5 separate regions of the Mus musculus genome follow, and all the other regions are linked to region 1. Evidence: chromatin contacts called from public HiChIP or PLAC-seq and promoter capture Hi-C data. All regions are on one chromosome and are shown on one strand. Each heading gives the region's core, a stretch centred on a gene start, on an enhancer-like site or on the middle of the called end of the contact. The rest is flanking DNA. Distances are from core to core; before and after follow the strand shown. Region 1 holds the start of Peli2 (pellino 2). Region 2 holds the start of Ktn1 (kinectin 1). Region 3 has its middle 19 kb from the start of 4930538L07Rik. Region 4 overlaps Ktn1 (kinectin 1). Region 5 has its middle 3.4 kb from the start of Gm41148.

Region 1 (2,744 bases), core at 81-2,580:
AAAGGGCTGCTGGTTAAACCTTTACATTTTCATAACAGAGAAAAGTACAGAGGATTTGTACAATAAGCCGGATAGCTAGTTGTCTTTAGTCTAAGAATAGACTTTCTGTAATTAGCGGAAATAAGGTAATCGTCTAATAAAGTTTATTTTTGGCTCATCAATAGTGTGGCTTTTGTTATTCTGGAGTAATTTATCTCCAAAGCCTCAATTAAAAGAAGAAAAGCCAGTTACTAACTGAAGTAAAATTACAGAAAGCATCATGTCACTACAGTAATAGCCTGTCAGAGAGCGATACATGCACGGCGCTGAGCAGTAGAATGGAAGGTTACTCATGCAATTATTTCTTTTTTAACTCCTTACTTAGAGTCATAGCCTAAACGTGTGTGTATGTGTGTGTGTGTGTGTGTGTGTGTGTGTGTGTGTGTGCGCGCGCGCGCGCGCGCGGGCACACACACACACACACTCTCGATGTTTATACATTGGGTAGCTTTTGCAGTATTTATTTCTTTAAATATTTAACAGTCTGGAAAGGCAGTGACAGGCAATAATATGTAGCGTCTCTAGCATGTTGCAAGGGCTTAATAAATGCTAGAATAATAAATTCCTCTATGATGAAAAACAGCAGTCAGTAAAACTATCACAGCCTACAATATTTTAAAGACACAGCACCATAAGAAAGCATAAAATACAAACAGTGCCTTGATTAATCCATGGAAATAAAGGAACATTTGTCTTCATTTAAAAAAAAAAAATCCACCTAGGTAATTTCCTTTTAAATTCCCCAGGGGGTTGAAAGAAGGGACAGAGATGTGAATAAGGGATTAAAAGTAACTTTTAACTTTTCTTTTTCCCCTTTCCCTCTCCTCCCTCCATCTCTCTCTCTCTTTTCTCACCCCCCCCCCACGTTCTTTCTCCTTTCTCTTGATACATGAAATGGTGGGGAGCCCTTCAATTAGCGCCCCCCCCATGGGCAGATTCTTTCTCTTTTTAAGCCCCCCTCTCAAGGGCTTGGCTTTGAAAGCAGACACCCCCAGATCAGTGCGCTCAGCATGGTGAGCTCGGAGGTGGGGGGTGGGCAGTATGCTTGGCTTTCACGCAAGCGGGGTCCGGATCCCCGGGCTGAGGACGAAGACCCCCACGCTCCAACTTTTCGGAGGAAGAGAGGAGAAAAACAGAGCTGCCCCTTTAAGGGCTTGCCTTCCCCTTTACTCTATGTTTACATAACACGGGGCGCTCGCGGGCCGCGGGGGCTGGCGGGCGGGCGGGCGGGGGCCGCGGGAGCGCGGAGACGCGGGCGGCGGCGCGGCCGTCCCACCTGCCCAGCCCGCTCAGCCCCCCGGCGGCGCGCGCTCCTCCTCCCGCGGGGCTCTGGTCGCCGCTCGCTTTCCGTGCCGGGTCCCGCTCGTAGCGGCCAACGTACGGATAGCTCCGGGGAAGCCGGCGGGCGACGCGCACAGCCACGACGGAGCAGCCGCGGGACTGGCCGCCCAGCGCCCCGTTCGCCGCCGTGCCGTTCCCCGGCGCGCTCACCCCGTTTTCGGGATGGGAGTGTAGTGGCGGCGCGGACTCGGCGGGGATCGCGGCGGAGGCGGCAGCGGCGGCGGCCGAGCGCGGCTCCATGTTTTCCCCGGGCCAGGAGGAACCCAGCGCCCCCAACAAGGAGCCGGTGAAATACGGGGAGCTGGTGGTCCTGGGGTGAGTTGGGGACGCGGGCGGCGGGGCGTCGCGGAGGGAGAGGGATGCGCTCCTGAGGGCCCGGGTCCCCGGGGTGCTCGTTGCCGCGGCCCGGAGGGCGCTCCTGCACCACGCGGGGTCGCTCGGTGAAGCCCGGAGCCAGTGGCTACTGGGGACTTCTCTTTCCCGACGACCGCGAACGCGGAGCCCTGTCTCCGAGCCCAGAGCCCAGTCCGCGGGGGTTACGCATTGTTCCAGTCTGTGACCCGGGCCGCTGGTTGGCCTCCGCTTTTTGCGCCGGGAGTGAGCTCGGCCGAGGGCCTGGACCGGGTCCTGGTTTTCCCGGGTCCTCTCAACAACGGTTCCCGGATCTCCCGGGTTTCCATTCTCGAGTCTCCGCACCCCTTGATCTCCTTACCCCTCGGGCTCCTGCACCCCTCGGGCCCCGGCCTTGCCGATGCCCTGCCAGCGGCGGGGAGCTCGCCACCCTGCCCTCCTCGGCTCCCACTCCGCTGGTGAAAATCACATTTTGAAGATAGTAATTATCTACAATCGTTAAAACGGCAGCAATTAGAGACTTCATCTACTTCCTGAGTTTCCGTGTGACATTTTCTATTGTTTACCCTTAATAAACCAGGAGGGAGGCTTCGCAGGATTAAAGCAGGGTAAAGTGGGCAATGAAAAGGGTGTGGGTGGGGGGAGGTGGAAAGTGCAGGAAACTCTTGGAGCTGGAGCAACTTGGGTAGTGCTGCAGGGAAAGGATTGGTTTCCCTTTGGATGTGCCGCTCCAGGGAACCCGCGCTTTTGTCCTCTGTTGAAAGATCTGTATTCAGACCCACGCGGGTGTTGATGGGTGGGCTTAGAGGCACGCGAGGAAGCCCCCCTCCTCACCCCTAAGCAGAGGCTCTGGGAACTTTGAGAAACGTGTTTTGATTACTACCTTGAAGTAAGTGCCGACTTAATTTTTTTTTAAAGACTCATCTAAAGTTTCCTAGCCTTCAGTTTGTTGCAAGCCTTTCTGTGTGTGTGTGTGGGGGGGGGAAGGTAGTACTGGAAAGATCACTGCTTAT
Region 2 (2,700 bases), core at 194-2,693, 470 kb before region 1:
GAAGGAAGCATCCAGCTGTTCCCCTTTGAGAAGTCAAAGTTCATCCGAATAGAAGTGGCTGGCGCATTTATACTTCTGTATCGACTATAAGAAGTAAGACGTTTGGAGGATTGCTTCCCTAAAGACCATGCTACTATGTAACTTACGAAGGAACCTATGTATCATTTGTATGCAAATGATGGTGTCCTTTTCCTAATGTCAGAAAAAAAAATCTAACTGGAAACTTTTTTGTGGGTGGAGGGGGCGCAATTACAGAGTTGTTTGTAAGCTATTCAAGAACCTTTACATTCCATTACAGAAATGATACAGTTACACTTTGTATTAAGCTACTAATGGCCTCACTTCCCAACAAAGCCAAATCTTCTGGCACTTACAGGTTCAAGAGACAGCAGCTCAGAAACAGTGTTTTGCTGGCCTTGGAGCTGGTGAGTGCTGAATAATACTCATGAGAAAGGAAAAGAGCAAGCTCCTTGAGAAGTGGTGATTGGACACTGGTGGAATTCTCAATACCTCATCAGGCTGTTGCTACAAACGCTTCAGCTTTCATTTCTGCTTTGAAGAGCTCTGAAAGCTTGGGCGGAAATCATTCGAACGCAGACAGATGCGCAGCATTCTTGTAACTAGCCTATGATGAGGACATTCTCTGTTGTTAATGTTGAGACTTATCTGATGCTCCAATCATTAAGGATTGCTCCTGGGTAATGGTAATGGTGAGTCTGATTCTATTTCTCTACCCCACACTCTAGAAGCGTGCCAATCATTTGGTAACTTTTGAGGAGAGTTTAGAGTATGTTGTAGATATGTTCAGGGCAGTGACTGGCGTTGTCTGAGATAATAATAATAATAATAATAATAATAATAATAATAATAAAACACTAAAAAGCAACACCGGAGAAAAAGCTTCCATCCTCGCAGCAAAGAGCAGAGAGACGCAGAGATTCTGGTCAACCCCTCTTAGCGCTGCAGTTTCTAGTTATTTAACCTTGCTTAAGGAATGGCCAGCAGCCAGCAAGCATTGCAGCCTTACAATATTTGCACACAACTTATTTAGGTCGGCTCTATAAATTCCTCGTTTTGCGGATTTCGGAGGAGAAATCCCAGCCGTGTGTGTGTGTGTGTGTGTGTGTGTGTGTGTGTGTGTGTGTGTGTGTGTGTGTGTGTATGTCTAGCAACTTGGAGTACGGTTAAAAGGAATCAACCCGTGTCGGGGGCCAAGTGGTACTTTTGTGCGAGGGTCACGTGAGACCAAGGCCGACTGGGGGAGGCAGAGTAGGGTTGAATGGATGAAGGGATTCCGCAGGGACTTCCAGGCGGAGGGTGACGTCTCTGCAGCCCAGCGCGGGGCATCTGGAGGCCGCCGGCTGCGCGGACCTGTCCCTTTAAGGGGCCGGTCTCCGGGCCCCTCTGGCCGCGACGCCCGGACGTGCGGAGCCGCCCCGCCCCGAAGCCGCCCGTTTCCTGCGGGGCGGCGCGACGGCACCTGAGCTACTGCGGCGGGGCCTGGGAGCGCGCTGACCAGGAGGTAGAGCTCGCGCCGCTGCATCGTCCCGGCCTGGTACCCGGCTGCGCAGGGTGAGGAGCAGGGCCGGGGACTCCAGGGCGCGCGGGCGCGGGGCGCAGGGCGGGGGGCTGCGCTCGCGGGGTAGGCCTCGCACGGAGGTCGCAGTGTGCAGCGTCCGCCCAGGCCGCGCCGCCGCCGGCCCGCTCCGAGGATCCGCCTGCGGGTTCGGGCTCCAGGGTTCTGGCTCGGCGATCTCCCCGTGGCTGCAAGGTCCGATCCCAGGTCCGCGAGTGGCCGGAGCTCCCCGGCCATCTCCTCTGAGGGCGAGGTCGATCCGCCAGGGCCGCGGGGTGACCGAGGAGCCTATTTTTAGCTGGGCTCGCAGGCCCCAGGGCGGGCTGGCGGATTAAGGCTCTGATGAGGGTGACCAGAGGGAGCGCCTCGCCTCGCCTCGGGCGCCCTGGGCTCGGGCTGGGCCACGCGTGCGCCATGCTGGAGCGGCTCTCCCCTCGCTTGTCCCGGAGCGCCGCCCCTCCCACCACCCGGTCCTGGGAGTTAGGGGAAATCCTGCGAAGTTCTCCCTCTCTCCCAGGGGTGTGTCCGCCTTGGTGTCCAACAATAGAATTTGGGGTGTCCCGGATCTGGCCGCTTTTGGCGTAAGGGAGCAGAGTTCGGCCATCCGAGACCGGGGCTTGGGAAGCAGCGTTCTCTTCTTTGTCCGGCTGCCTCTCGGTTTAGGTCAAAAAGTGCGCTGTTTAGTGTCTTCGGGTCCTTCTGGGAGGAGGCGGAAACCCGGATTCTAACAGCAGGGCCACTGCTAGAAGTGGATTCCTTAGCAGCTATGTGGATTAGCATAGCTTCAGAAGCTGCGGGCCGAATAGAATAGTTCAAAGTTTTGGAGTGTTCTGAGAAATTGACAGCTCCACACCCAGGTAAAGAGGAGCTCCCCAAAGGTGAACTAGACATTGAGTTGTGTAGCAGGTGACTTAGGGGTGATTTAACTTTTTTTTTTTTTTTTTGCCTGAATTAGGTTGCACTTGTTTTCTCCCCTCACCCGCAAGCACTGGCAGCAGTGGCTCTGGTGTGGGTAAAAGCATTTGGTGATGAGACCTGAGATAATCTGTCCATGCTGCCCTGGGGCATTCCGGCTGACCTGTGTTCTGTATGTGCCGCGGTAGCCTTTCATATCTGATGTGTTG
Region 3 (2,702 bases), core at 63-2,562, 340 kb before region 1:
TGCCCAAAGAAGAGTCCCGAGCTGAGTCCTGACAATAAATAAGATTTTTCTGAGTGCAGAGCGGGGAGGCTGGGAACATCCTGCAAGTGTAATTTGTTGTTCAGTGAGAGTCCTTCGCAGGCTAAAGATGATCTATTAGAAGGGAGAAGGATAACACCATGAGTTCTTTCTTTTGTGATGTAAAAATAAACAGCACTAATATTTAGTGTGTGACTCACATTCGGATACGTATCGTTTATCAGCAAGATGACTTGCAACTTATGACAGCTTGACGTGGGGCATTTGAATTTCTAAAGGTACAGAAGCCATACACAATCTGATAGTCTCTCAGGCTGGTGGTAGATGGTGGCATGGTCTCTAACAGCACTGGGCAAAAGGCAGTGAGGAGCAGTTCTGGGTCAGGCACTGCATTACAAGGGAGACACAGAAGTTAAGAGAGTCAGCAGGCTAGGTGTATGGAACGGCAGGATATTTTCAACTTAAAGTGAATTCATAGGCGTGAAACCCTACCATAGGCCAAGAAACATCCATGCCTTGGCAGGCTGCATGCTCAACAGTGCTTGACTAAAGAGCTGCTACAGTCAACCACACTTGGAACCACTGATGCAAAACTTAGAGGTTCAATTTCTGGCTCCCACCTCAGGCTTTGACAGTGTCAAGAATAGTATGTGTGTATGTGTGTGTGATGTGTGTGTGTGTGTGGTGTATGTGAGTGTGTGCATAAGTGTGTGTAAGTGTGAGTGTGTGTATGTGTGTGAGTGTGTGGTGGGTGTGTGAGTTTGTATGTATGTATGTATGCGTGTGTGAGTGTGTGTGTTTCAGTATGTGTGTATATGTGTGTGTGTGTGTGAGTGCTTGTATGTATGAGTGTATGTATGGTGTGTGTGAGTGTGTGTATGTGTGTGTGTGTGTGTGTGTAAGTGTGTGTAAATGTGTGAGTGTGTGTATGTGTGTGAGTGTGTATGTATGTATGCATGAGTGTGTGTGTTTGAGTATGTGTGTATATGTGTGTGTGGTGTGTGTGTACATGCTAGTGTGAATGTGGAGGCCAGACGCTGATGTTAGTCATCTCCTTTTATTTTTCCATGTCGTTTTTCTTAAACAAACAAACAAACAAACAAACAAACCCCCTTTAATTGTTCTTTTTTGAATTTTACATCATGCACCCCAATCCTACTCATATCCACCATGTACCCTTGGGACCTCTCCACCAAGAGATAAAAAAGAAGTCTCAGTGTGGAAGCTGTAATGCATCACTGTGTGTCATACAGTGTACCATTTGTCCACACCCCTTTACTTGCGAATGTTCATTGCAGTGAGTCATTGGTCTGGTTCCAGGCCTCTGGCTTCTTCCACACCATCAATACTGGATCCTCACTGGGACTCCTCCCTGATAGCCTGTTGATCCTGTGCTTGGGATCTGCAGGACCAGTGCCTTCGTGCACTCCAGCAGTTCATAGATGAGGTAGATGTTGGGCCAATTCAAACCCCGGATCTGGGCCTGGGTGGTAACTGAGCTGGACAGCATGCCAACTCTCTGACACCCAGACCTCCAGGGTGAGCTCTCCAGGACTGCCCTGGCTTATCCAATGCTGTAACTGGCAAGAAGCAAAACCAGCTCTCCCATTCTCATGACCTTGGGACCAACTCTCCCCTCTGTCACAGTTGGTGAGGGAATCAAGTGGTGGAGCCAGCCCTCCCGTGCTCATGCCCTCTGGCCGGCTCACCCTGCAACCAGGATCAGCTCTACTTTGTTTCCTGAGTGAGGGACGGGCCAGCTCTCCTTCTCTTCCAAGGAGTGAGGCCAGCTCTGCACAACCCTCAAATATCAAATGGCTCCAGGCAGCAGCTCAGAACAGGGGCATCTGCCTGACATTTTTTGGATCACAGAACCCTGCTGCTGCAGGGTTATGGACCACATATGAACCTTGGGGGCAGCACTGGGCAGGACCTCACCATGGCTTTAGGTGGTATCCCGGGCTACCCACATCAGGCTGTTCCTCACTACCCTCAAGTCTCCAGTTCCCCCTCTCCTCACTGTGCCCACATCCTTCTGTTTCTCCTCCTCTCCCATCTCTCCTGTACTCACTTGCTCTTCTTAGCGCCACCTGGGGCCTCTGGGTGTAGAGTTGTCTCAGGAGTGCAGTACCGGAGACCAGTGGGACCCAGGCACCCAGCAACTCCACCCGACCCGTGGCATGGATTTCTTCCAGTCTAAGCTGGAGCCCTGAGCAGACCTTGGGAGTGAACTCCACAGCCAGTCCCAAAACACCCAGAGGAAGCTCCACTTCCAGGCACTCTAACACTTCCAGGATCATAGGATCAGAGGTGCCCCAAGCAGACCTTGGGCACTAACCCTGCAGCCAGTCGCACAACACCCAGAAGAAGCACCACTCCCAGGTGCTCTAACACACCCAAGACCACAGGATCCCAGGATCCCAGGAGCTTGGTCACACCAGGATCTCAGGGTCCCAGAGGCAGCTTGATTCCCAGGAGTTCTGACACAGGATCACAGGAAGGACAGGCTCCAGTCAGATATAGCGAGGGCAGGTAGCACTAGAGATAACCAGATGGTGGGAGGCAAGTATAAGAACATAAGCAACAGAAAACAAGGTTTCTTGGCATCATCAGAACCCAGTACTCCTACCACAGCAAGTCCTGGATACCCCCCAACACACTGGAAAAGCAAGATTCGGATTTAA
Region 4 (2,700 bases), core at 108-2,607, 410 kb before region 1:
GCTCACTGAAAGTCTGTCTGGCCAGGATGCCCATCAGCACTGATTGATTTTGTTTTCAGAGCTGCCCTTTTGGGAGCTGGAGAGAGATGGCTCAGCAGTTATGAACACTGACCATCTGGTTATTTTCTTTTTAAAGACAGGGTCTCACTGTGTATGCAGCCTTGGCTGGCCTGGGTTTAAAGGCATGCTCCCACCACCCTGCGGGAAATTCTGTCTTTTAAAACAAATTATAAGTTGATAGAATACAAAAAGAAATGACAGATGGGTATTGTTTGTGCTGCCTTTTTATTAGGAGTAATATTGGAGTATGTTTCTTTCTTTTCCATGTACATTAGTAAAGTAAGGTCTTTGTAAAAATCCTAGGTTGAAAGAAAAGGACAATGAAATTAAGAGAATAGAAGTTAAATTAAAGGACACGGAGAGTGATGTTTCTAAGATGTCAGAGCTATTAAAGGTAAGTGACTACTAAAATTCTTTATTGCAGGAGTTACTGTCTTTGGTTGTTTTAGAAACCTTTTAACTCCTATAAAAGGCAACAGTGCAACACGAGCCATTACTGTAGGGTGTGCGATTGTTATCAAAGGTGCCTGCTAGGTGGTCTGCTTCTGTCCTTTGAGAAAGCAGGTCCCCGATAAGTTCCAGTGTTCAGACTTGTATAGAAGTGCCTCTCTACTCTCTAAGCTTTGTTTTGTGCTGATCAAATTCAAGGAACCCAAGGCCTGTGTCCTCCAAACAGTGCTCTGTCCTTTACTTACAGTAAGTAGTCGTTAAGGTCTTGAGGTTTTTGACAGCATCTAGTTACATTAGCTCAGCCTGGCCTTGAACCCAGACTAACCTCAAGCTTATGGTTCTCCTGTTTCTGAGATTGAATGTTGGAGTTAAAGGTGTGAGTCACCATGCCCAACTATTTTTAGTGGTCTTTATTGCATTATATAAGCAATTCCAGCTGATAAAGTTACCTAGTATATTTAGGTTTGTTCTTCAGTTAAAAAATACACTCTCAGAGGCTGTCTTTACATATGTATTTTGAATACTATTTGTCTTATACTTTCCTAGAAGTAAAATTTTTTGTTAATGGTTTATACAAGTTTGCTTTGTGTTCTGAGCTATTAATAGTTCAAAGTGAAGCTCTGATCTTATTCATGTAGTTACTAGCAAACACTCACAGGACGACGTTGACCTGAAGGGGCAGCAAATGTGTAGCTGCATACAGTACCTTCAAGCAGCCTGGCTCATACTTCATGCTCTAGGGCGAACAGTTGTATCACATTCCCTCTCTGCCTTAAGTACATTACAGTTAGCTTTGTTAGGCCATGCAGATTGCTCCTTGTGTGTGTTCTTTGTTATTTACATTCTTGCCAAAGTCCTGATTCCCCTTCTTGTCCAACACTGGCTAAAGGTGAGAAGGCTTGTGTTCTGTTGCTTTAGGCTGAGGGAGGTGGGGGTGGGGAGGTTCTTAGTATGTTTAAGTCATTTGTACATTAATTGTTATTCTATTTTTGTTCTACAGTTTTTCTTCTGGGACAACTTTTTAAAAACCTAATTTATGCTACCATTTTATGTAATTATGTTAAGTTTGACTTCCTTTGCATTCCATCCCTGCTTCAGAAAACTGAGTCTGTTTATCTCCTCAGATATGAGCGAGGTCCTGTTCTTAGTCTCAGGAGAAAGAATGCTCATTTTGTGATTATATTTTTGTTTTCTTTTTTTTTTTTTAAGATTTATTTATTATTATATGTAAGTACACTGTAGCTGTCCTCAGACACTCCAGAAGAGGAAGTCAGATCTTGTTACGGATGGTTGTGAGCCACCATGTGGTTGCTGGGATTTGAACTCCTGACCTTCGGAAGAGCAGTCGGGTGCTCTTACCCACTGAGCCATCTCACCAGCCCTTTGTTTTCTTTTTAAGTACAGTTTTTACTTACATATATTTAGTTCATATGTAATTTACCTCACAGAGTTGTGAGAGCAGCATTCTAACCTTAGGAAAGGAAAGGGGTTTTAGTAAACTGCCTGTCAGTACGCCTTGGCTCTGCCCCTGAGGGTGTGCACTTGCTAATGGGAGCAGCAGATGTCTCAGTGTGTCTGCACGTCTTTGGAACCTGTCTATATTACCAGAAGGCACAAGAGCCATCGCAAATGCTGCAGTATGAAACCTTTCTTGCTAGATGCATGCCACCCTGCACTAGACACCGGGGCCATGTCAGTTCATTCTCCCAACACATACCCTGTCAAGACTGGAACTAAATACAATTACTATCATTTATGTTTTAATGTGGCTTAATCCAGCCTTTTAAAATGGTTACTATTTTGGAATATTTCTAGACTGTATGACATTTAAAAGCTTATATAAAAAAATCATAACTGTGTCCAGGTATTGATGTTTCATTTTTGTTTAAATAGGAGGTACAAGAGGAAAATAAATTCCTTAAGTGCCAGCTCAGTCACCAGAAGCACCAACAGGTAGGCGCCGCTCCGTGTCTGCCACCTCTCGCTATTTACAGTCCCGTGGCACATTTGCAGGTCCCCAGAGAGGAAAATAGTCGATCATTTATTTAACAAATTCCTTATTAAAGCATTTTATTATGCAGTATATAAGATAAAATAATGTATAATTTATAAAATATGTGCAAGAAATGTTCCAGCTTGCTTATATACATGTGTGTGCTCTGATCAATGTTCCAGCTCTACTGTGTGTGC
Region 5 (2,700 bases), core at 45-2,544, 310 kb before region 1:
CAAACTTGTGGTGAAAGTCAGTAGTTAAGGCTCTGCTCTGAAGGGGGAAAGACCCAGAAAAGGACAGGAAAGGTGAGTCTGCTGAATAAAGGGTGTGTTGAGGCGAGGAGCTGTGTGGTGCTGAATGTGTGTGTATGTATGTGTATATGTCTCTATATATGACTATATTATGATATATGTATGTGTATGTCTAAAATATGTGTGTATGAGTTTATACCTGTCTGCTATGTACATATGTGAGTGGACACACATATATTTATGAATCACTTAGGTCTTTCAGGTAGCAGCTGGATGGACTATTTCCATCTCTTCAGTGTTCTTTCAGCTCCAGCTGCTTGTCGGTCGTACAGCATTATAGCTTTCTTCCCCACACCCCCCAAGAGCATAGGAAACATGGCCAGTCCCCTCTGCGTGTGCATCAAGGCACTGCTTCTTTCGTAACGAGGTCCCCTGTGACACAGAAATCCGTAAACTTTTACCATGAGTGCCCAATAGTGAAACAAATTATTCGTGTTTCTCAGTTCAGCACTGTTTTTATTTAGCATGTTCACACTTCAACTAGTGGTAGATCTAAATCTATGGCATGTATGGGAGAAACATGCTAAGCTTTGGTAGTTTGTGTGAGTATGTGTGGTAAAGCTTTTTAACATACTACCATGGGTGACCTCATCTGGTCAAATTTCAGAGGGCCCAGGGCAGAATGAGTTCTTAACATACAGAATATAATTTCTCCAGATGGAAGGTGGCTAGAGCCCTGGAGTTGAGACTGCCTGCCCTTACACACAGTGGGTGTTTCCACAAGCTCCCTTGTCATAATGGATGGGACACAATTTTCAGGGATGAATGGCAATGTTCTGGGGCCGGCAGACAGCAGCTGCTGTGTTCGGCTTATCTTCCACTGCTCTGCATTAATTCGACATTAATTTAACTTTCTTTTCTTTTTTCTCTTCTGACAGAGTCCTGCTGGGGATGGGCTCACTTTAGCCTCTGCCTGTCACATGTCAGGTCAGGTCAGAGGTATTCCCAAGCAACGTGGTGTTTGCCACACGACATGTGTTCCAGGCCAACTGATTGACTCCAATCAATGTAGATAAACTTTATCCACTGGCAAAATTAATCGGCAGTCTCTGTGACTTGAGCCAATGAGAAGGCTGCTTACTCATAACACTGTAATGCCTGTGGGATGGACTGCTGTGCTCCTTGTTTGCCTCAGCCAAACAATTGTTCTACTGTGCACACTAGTCGGTGCGTTGTGGTCCTCTGAGATGCTGTCTCAGCTCTGCCCTAATAGCCATCAGATAAGCTGATTAAATCTGCATTAATCATGGGGCCCGGTGCAAGCAAGCCATACCAGTGCTCTTGAATGCTGCCAGGAAGATCAATTGTTTTGGTGTGGACAAATAAGTGCATTTCTATCTCCGATGGAAGCCATTACCTGGTGACAATGGCCTATCACACTGCTATTATGTTTTTATTAATGAACACATTCTGACCACGCCCACATATACATCTGTTCGAAGAACAGAGAGCCAGAGAAACTGAATACCAAATTCCTTTCTGTGCCCAACTGACTGTCCACTGCTTGGTCTTCTATTCTCATCTCCCTTCACGTGCTCTACCACCCTGATGCTGGCTTTCTTTCCTGTCCTAGGACCATGGTTGATAGGCTCTGCCTGGAATGTAGCGTTCCCCCCAGATATCTGTGTGATTGGCTCTTTCTGGTCATTCACATTTCTGCTTAATGCACCTTCCCTCGGAGACCTTTCTGGATCACCACGTTACTCTAAACCACACTATGCTAGTGTGTGTCCTTCATCACTCTTACCACCTGGAAGTCACTTGCTGAACAAGTTGTCTGTATTTCTATCACTAGCAAGCAAGGTCGGAACCAAGCAGCGTTTCAGAACCGTGTCTAGTCTAGTCACACTCCCTAGTCTCTATGCAGCATTGGGCCGAGTCAGTGGGCACAGGCTTCAGGGGGAAGATCACATCACTGGACGGCTTCCCCGCTCCTGCTCTGAGGCTGCTTTGAACTTAGAAGGCAGTCCTTGAAAACCTTTTTGGGAAAATGGGCCGATTCAGGGCCCCTCAGCAATGAGACAATGTTTCCAGATATTTGTTTTCATTTGAGAGTAGAACCAATTGGGAAATGAGACATTGTTGTTGTTCTGTTGTTTTTGTTCTGTCTTTTTGATTTTTGTTTACTTGTTCGTTCCCGTTTGGTAGAGTCAAGCCAAAGAAGTTTCTCTTGACCTGGCGCTAGGGATTCCCTTCTGAAGGCTCCTGTAGAGCGCCCGCCCGTGCTTTGCTCATAGCCTGCCAGGACTCCCACTGCGGGGCTTGCTCCTCACTCTGCAGACCTGTGACCCAGTGAATATTTATAGGGCAGGAAAATCAGATTATTAGCAACTGAAGACATCAACGCTGGCCACATAGTAGTTTCTGCTTAAATTTCCAAGGTCTGACTCTTCTCACATGGAATGGCAAGAACTTCGCCAAAGCTTCAGGGAGAAGATGCTCAATACAGCATAGATAGGCACTGTGTCTTCGTGTGTTGTGCAAGGCCAGTCGATCTAAACGGGGTAGCCCAATGGGCTTGGCAGAAAGTAGAAGTGAACACTGGGTTATTACCATCAAGGTCTGCCCGAGCATGTTGTTCTGAGACATAAAAGTTGAAGCTGCTAATTAGAAGCCAGGGCA

Evidence for each region. Promoter capture Hi-C pulls out the DNA fragments that hold promoters and counts their contacts. HiChIP or PLAC-seq counts read pairs in DNA pulled down with a chosen protein or histone mark.
Region 2: a promoter capture Hi-C map of liver shows a contact between it and region 1, with 4 times the contacts expected there. The contact joins the promoter of Ktn1 here to the promoter of Peli2 in region 1. A contact is called at or near these places in 8 of 39 promoter capture datasets (the 3T3-L1 cell line, cranial neural crest, embryonic stem cells and 4 more), 3 of 484 Hi-C or Micro-C datasets (all in embryonic stem cells), 9 of 115 datasets of contacts at active chromatin or transcription factors (astrocytes, bone marrow-derived macrophages, embryonic limb bud and 6 more) and 1 of 9 other capture datasets (adipose tissue).
Region 3: an H3K27ac HiChIP or PLAC-seq map of the NIH/3T3 cell line shows a contact between it and region 1, with 5 times the contacts expected there. The contact joins the enhancer-like site here to the promoter of Peli2 in region 1. A contact is called at or near these places in 10 of 39 promoter capture datasets (3T3-L1-derived adipocytes, the HPC-7 cell line, HPC-7-derived erythroid cells and 7 more), 1 of 15 datasets of contacts at CTCF or cohesin (the NIH/3T3 cell line), 1 of 484 Hi-C or Micro-C datasets (the AML12 cell line) and 11 of 115 datasets of contacts at active chromatin or transcription factors (the NIH/3T3 cell line, craniofacial prominence, embryonic basal ganglia and 7 more).
Region 4: an H3K4me3 HiChIP or PLAC-seq map of embryonic stem cells shows a contact between it and region 1, with 5 times the contacts expected there. The contact joins the enhancer-like site here to the promoter of Peli2 in region 1. A contact is called at or near these places in 13 of 39 promoter capture datasets (the 3T3-L1 cell line, 3T3-L1-derived adipocytes, cranial neural crest and 7 more), 11 of 115 datasets of contacts at active chromatin or transcription factors (the NIH/3T3 cell line, acute myeloid leukemia, bone marrow-derived macrophages and 7 more) and 1 of 9 other capture datasets (pancreatic islet).
Region 5: a FOXA1 HiChIP or PLAC-seq map of pancreatic cancer cells shows a contact between it and region 1. The contact joins the enhancer-like site here to the promoter of Peli2 in region 1. A contact is called at or near these places in 12 of 39 promoter capture datasets (the 3T3-L1 cell line, 3T3-L1-derived adipocytes, the C10 cell line and 6 more), 3 of 484 Hi-C or Micro-C datasets (all in uterus) and 16 of 115 datasets of contacts at active chromatin or transcription factors (astrocytes, bone marrow-derived macrophages, cardiomyocytes and 11 more).

Annotation. Positions count from the first base shown.
Region 1 is chr14:48,119,539-48,122,282 of GRCm38.p6, forward strand. It overlaps Peli2 (pellino 2), which reads left to right and starts at 1,331. Exons shown (of 6, transcript NM_033602.2): 1 at 1,331-1,695. The coding sequence starts at 1,619.
Region 2 is chr14:47,647,868-47,650,567 of GRCm38.p6, forward strand. Ktn1 (kinectin 1) reads left to right here and starts at 1,444. Exons shown (of 39, transcript NM_001347527.1): 1 at 1,444-1,572.
Region 3 is chr14:47,775,134-47,777,835 of GRCm38.p6, forward strand. No RefSeq gene overlaps it. Among named protein-coding and RNA genes, the nearest start is that of 4930538L07Rik, 19 kb to the left of the region's middle. Within about 2 kb of position 1,313, at least 30 of the 459 cell types and tissues checked have an H3K27ac peak or open chromatin away from gene starts, as enhancers often do. A contact at or near this core is called in the NIH/3T3 cell line, where this site is marked.
Region 4 is chr14:47,708,439-47,711,138 of GRCm38.p6, forward strand. Ktn1 (kinectin 1) reads left to right here. Exons shown (of 39, transcript NM_001347527.1): 27 at 364-454; 28 at 2,404-2,463. Among named protein-coding and RNA genes, the nearest start is that of 4930538L07Rik, 48 kb to the right of the region's middle. Within about 2 kb of position 1,358, at least 5 of the 459 cell types and tissues checked have an H3K27ac peak or open chromatin away from gene starts, as enhancers often do. A contact at or near this core is called in embryonic stem cells, pancreatic islet and stem cell-derived epiblast-like cells, where this site is marked.
Region 5 is chr14:47,807,452-47,810,151 of GRCm38.p6, forward strand. No RefSeq gene overlaps it. Among named protein-coding and RNA genes, the nearest start is that of Gm41148, 3.4 kb to the left of the region's middle. Within about 2 kb of position 1,295, at least 29 of the 459 cell types and tissues checked have an H3K27ac peak or open chromatin away from gene starts, as enhancers often do. A contact at or near this core is called in pancreatic cancer cells, where this site is marked.